Linked DNA regions of Columba livia: region 2 is linked to region 1. The links are chromatin contacts, called in public Hi-C maps. All regions are on one chromosome and are shown on one strand. Each heading gives the region's core, a stretch centred on a gene start, on an enhancer-like site or on the middle of the called end of the contact. The rest is flanking DNA. Distances are from core to core; before and after follow the strand shown.

Region 1 (2,608 bases), core at 57-2,556:
GCCTTGTTAAGTGCCTCAGAGGGGTGCAGGACAGCAGCGAGAGGACTGCATGCTTCAAATCACACGTATTAAAGCAAGGTGACAGGGTGAAAGACAGAAGGAACACAAAGGCAGGGGGAAAGCAGAACGGCCACCATCACACATGGGAGGGCTTGAAGGTAGGTGGTTCTCTGGTAAACCAACCTGCATGTATCCCCCGATGTGGACACAGGGGAGAGGGGGGGGAAATTTTCTGAGAGGGGGGAAGGGCAGTCAAGGTCACTGTCCTTCTCAACTGAACAGAGCGGTGCGCGCTGCTCTTTTGTTTTCAATTTCACTGAGGTGCTGTCCTCAAAGACGTCATCATCTCCCATTTCATCAGAGCAGAAGTCCGTGCTTTCCACCAGCACACTGGAGGATTTCTCAGCTTGGAAGTGACTGGAATAGCTCTCCAGTTCATGGAACTTATGCAGGCTGCTGGTGCTGGAGGTGTGGGAGAAGGAAAAAAGGTAGCGCAACAGTTTTTTGCTCCTTGAGGTGTCATGGTCCACTTTGTCCTCCAGCAAGGGGATATGCACAGCGCTGTGGTTCTCCGCTCCTCCTGATGCACTTGAGTAGTTGGAAAGGGAAGGGATGTAGGAGTGCTTAGAATTGCTAAAAGAAAGAGGCCTGAGATTTAGCGGTTTCCTCTCTTTAAGATGAAATTTGTTAATCCTTAAACACTGCTCTTGAGTCGGGATCAGTTTGCCTTCTGAGCGTGTTCGCTCCACATAGTCAAAGCACTCACTGGTGCTCTGCGCCTTCTGGTCCACGTCATTGAGGGACTTGGAGAATTTCAGAGTGCGGGTGGGCTTTACATTCTTAGCAGACCTGAGTGCCTGGCCCCGATCCTGCCCACGGGAGTTTCTCTTTGCTGCATGTAACGTGTCCTGACAGATTACTGTCACAGTGACCCCTTGTGTCAGAGGGCTCTGGCAGTGAGGATTTTTCAAGACAACAGCAGACTGCACTGGACTTTGATGACAACACTCAGAAAACACTGCACTGGAACTGCATGCAGAACAGTGGAATAAAAGCACAGAAAGTAAAAAACAATTACATAAGAGAACACACAATTAAAAGTGAAGAAACGAGAATTACGGCTAGTGTGGGAACAGCAAACATAGCAGGGCCAAACAGTCAGTGGGATTCAACCGAACAGTGTTAGACAGCAGTTATGTCAAACAAATGAGATGCTTCAAATGGCAACCCCACATTGCTTACTTCCCCATACATGTGCTTTTTCAGTTTTGGTTTTGCTTAATTTAACCCTCACACGGGCCTCACTGTAGCCATGCAAACAACAGACTTTACCTGCAGATGTCCTGGTTGGATGGGGTAACAGAAGTCCGAGAGAAGCTATGAGGGGCAGAGACAGAGGTTGGACTTCCAGCCTGCAGTGAAATTAAAACAAACAGCAAGTCACAAGTCAGAAGAGTTTGGTACACACAGCAACTGCCCTCAGGGTTAAACACAGCATATGGAGTCAGATATAATTCTGTATCAGACAGTCAAGGGCTAGTTGCAAGAAAGTGGCTTTACTGTCAAATGCAAAAAAGGGAGGTCATGCAGTCTCATCCTTGGAAAAGTAGTAAGTTGAACAGAAACATTTTACCCCAAGGTCAAATGCAGCCATCTCTGGAGTGGAACCTGCCAGCTGTCAAACATTGCACAGAACAATAGCTTAGGAAATGAGCAATGCTACGGTAATCAGAATTAGATGGAGGTGTGTGTATAGACTAGTTGGAATTTAGCTACCACATAATAGCTAATCCTTCCACTTATAATGATTACAAGACATTAGAGGCCTGTTGTGTATTTTTTTTCCCCACAAGACAGAACCACCAGTAATTCAGAAACTCAGACACTATTTGGAGACTTATTTTCCATACTAGCATAGGCACATGAGCACCATCTGCCAAACCAGACCATTTCCTGAAGTACTCTTCATACTTTGTGAAGCCTTTCATCCTGCTCATTCTCAGACAGGCTATTCCACCTACTTGGAGAAGAGGTGGGGCAGCAGTCACGTTTGTGAGACCCAATAAGAGCACAGTGAGAAATAAAATAACTGAAGAATTCAGCTGCACTCAAAAAGATAAAGCTAAGCTCTTGGCATATTTAACACTTAACAGACAAGCCTCTAAAATCAATACGGTAAAAACCATCAGTCTCATAGCTGGAACTCAATGGGCTACTGTTATAGGCATTTTCTGCCACTATATTCTGTGGGCCATTAACAAAAACTACTCAACTTCTCCTAGAGGTTTTGGCAAGGAGGAGACCTGCACTGATAACTTCATAGTAGAGAATCTTTAAACCTGGTTCTCCCATGTTCCACAGGTGTTGGATAGGCTGTGCCACTCACCCACTGCTGCAAAACGCTGCTTGCATTTCAAAATTCAAACAAAGTTTACAGCTCTTTTCATCTGCAAAGCAAAGCCTGAAACCCAGGAAGGAACAACACAATCAGCAGAACAACAAAAGTATCAACACCAGGTGGGGCTGCACAAAAACCAGCACAGCCAGCCAGACCTGAGCCAGGCAGGTGCACAAAGCCAGACTAGGAGAGACCTCAGGTCACAAAACG
Region 2 (2,608 bases), core at 31-2,530, 84 kb after region 1:
TGTGCTCAGAAGTACACAGGTCCTTTGCCAACTACAAAGCCTGAGCTGTCTGCTCTCTCACACTGCAGTTTGAAACAAGTGGATTTCGCATTGGCATGTTATAATTCAAGCTTTGTTTGCACTACCAGCATGCTAAAAAAGAAGAAAAGTTAAAGTGTTACAGTTCAGAACAACTTGAGCATTACTCTATTTGCCAGCTATCTCCAGGAAGCATGAAGGAATTCCGACTATTTCTCAGTCTGCCGTGAAACTTCATGACTCGTTACGAACACGTTGCGACCAGCACATCTTGCATGCAGTTTTACCTCTGGTATATCTTTGTTCCACATCACTAACTGAACGCAAATTCAGGTCCTCCTCCAAATCGCAGACCCGGTGCAGACACAGAGCCTTTCTCAGCCAGCTGATCCGCTCTCGTTTCTCCCGAGCAATGCTAATGCTCCCGGCGCCAGCGCACACAGACGAGCTAAGGCTGAGCAGACAAAGACGACGGAGGTGGAAAAGCCTCTTACCAATGAATTAGGTGTCGCTTCCCCAGCTCCGACAGAGGAACAGCCCTCACCCTCCGAGCGGCTCCGCGCCGGCCAGCGACGGGAGGCTCCGCCGCAGCCCCCGCCCCGCGGGCTGCTGGAGGCGACCCCCGCGGCCGCGCCGCGCTGCCCTGGCCGGCACGCCACGCCACGCCACGCCACCGCGGCCGGTCCCCCGGGGAGCAGCTGCGGGCCGGGCCACGCCGCCCGCGTACAGCTGCCTGTTGCTCGCCGTCGGCACCGACCGACTTCCAGGAGGTGCTGCACCTGCGGGCGGGCGGTCCCGCCGCCGGACCCGGAGGGACGAGGTGGTGGCCGCGGGTCCGACCCAGCGGCGGCCGCAGGGCAGCGCCCCCCGGGGCAGGCGGACCCCGCGCCGGCCGAGCGGCACCGCGGGCAGCCCTCCCCGGGCCAGCCCCGCGGCGGCGACGCCGGCGCCGGCCTCCTCACGCCGGAGGGGCGGCGGACCCCGCTCGCCCCCTCGGAGGAAGCGGCGGCGGCTCCCCGCGGCCAGGGCGGCGGCCAAGCCTACCTTGGTGCCCTGCACAGGGCCCGGGCCGGCGGCTCCTCCTTCGGCTGCGGCGGCTATTGCTGCTACCCATGCCCGGGGCCGGGAGGCGGCGGGCCGTGGCGCCGGGGGCTTCGAGGCTCCTGCGGGGCCGGGGCCCCCCGGGCTCCCTCGCCCAGCTCCTGTTTACCGCGGCTCCCCGGCCGGCCGGGCTGCCTGTCACCGCGCCGCCCCGCCCCGGCCCGCCCCCGCCGCCATGGCCCGGAGCAGGACGGGGAAGCGAGGCGGCCGCACGGCGCCGGGGCCGCGGCTCCCCCTGCGGGACGGTGACTTACCGGGAGCTGCGAGGTGAAAATCGACAGCGAAGCGATCGGTTTCCAGTTGTCGTGAACTTTTACTCTCACCCTTACCTCCTGCTGCCACAAACGGTGATGCTAATGTCATGTCCGAGGGGCTTGTTCTTTAGTCTTTAGCAGAAGTAGATAGGTGAACTAACATCACAAGGTGCCCCGTAACTTTTAAAAAGTGTATATATGCTGTAAGCCTGAAGATGCCCTATAGCCACCTTCATAAGGTGTTTTGTATTAGTTATTCACCTGCATGTATTGATTTACCATCAGAAGATTATGTAAACAAAAAGTACTAAAAGGATGCTAATGAAGTTTACCCCATAGCTATATCTGGGTGCCATACTCTCTGTTGCTGTTTTACTCTTCCATTGTGAAAGTCGCACACCTCAGTCATTTCTTCCCAAAGAGGAATCTCCTTGGGAATGTCCTGAGGTATACTGGAAGAGGTGAGCCAGGACAAGAGGTGAATTATACGGGGGAAAAAAGCAAAGTGAGAGTTTAATGAGCAAATGCAACTGGAGAGATTTCCTCTGTCCAGACATGGTATCTGTCCCGCTGGGGAATAAGTGGAAAAGAGGTGGAAGTCAAGCAGCCCCGCTGAACTCTTTGTCAGTACAGCACAGACAGAAAAGCAGATGCTATTAAGAGAAAAAACTGACAGAAAGCAAGCAAAGCTGCTGACTTAACATGCAAGTTCATTCACTAGACCTAGTCCAAGTTTTTCATCTCCCAAGTCTGCACTTTTTCACATCAATTAATTTACAGGACTCCAGGGAGATTACATTTACCCTTAGAAAACAATGAGAAAACCATAAAATGAGTAAGGTAAACCCTTTTGATGCAGAGTACAACCACCCCCTACAGAAAAATGACATAATAGTTTTTCAGAGCACAGAGAAGCTGGGCTGAAATTCTTTCACTACATTTCAGAGTTAGGACCCAGCACACCCATGAAGTGAAGGTAGAGAAGCACCGCCCACAGACCACACAGCGTGTCTTCCAGGGAGAATGTGTCTACAGCTCCTATTTAGTCCTATGAAGACTGAAGTTAAAAAACAGATATTTAGATTGTATCCCCTTTTAAGACAGAGTATGGTAGCTTGCACATGTGATTATAATTGTGTTCTCTTAGGAGGCAGTTTATCGTAATGCTGGCCTGTAAAGAAAATCAGTTCCCATCCAAAGCTGTACTGCTGGCTTACCTTGCGGCCACAGGGCTA

What was found. Hi-C and Micro-C count contacts between places; a contact is called where the count stands out from the background.
Region 2: a Hi-C map of crop shows a contact between it and region 1, with 2.1 times the contacts expected there. The contact joins the promoter of MARCHF8 here to the enhancer-like site in region 1. A contact is called at or near these places in 2 of 2 Hi-C or Micro-C datasets (crop and liver).

What each region holds. Positions count from the first base shown.
Region 1 is chr6:18,005,310-18,007,917 of bColLiv1.pat.W.v2, forward strand. MARCHF8 (membrane associated ring-CH-type finger 8) reads right to left here. Exons shown (of 11, transcript XM_065067334.1): 7 at 1,333-1,412; 8 at 184-1,029. Among named protein-coding and RNA genes, the nearest start is that of ALOX5, 15 kb to the left of the region's middle. Within about 2 kb of position 1,307, at least 1 of the 3 cell types and tissues checked has an H3K27ac peak away from gene starts, as active enhancers do.
Region 2 is chr6:18,089,207-18,091,814 of bColLiv1.pat.W.v2, forward strand. It overlaps MARCHF8 (membrane associated ring-CH-type finger 8), which reads right to left and starts at 1,281. Exons shown (of 11, transcript XM_065067334.1): 1 at 1,063-1,281.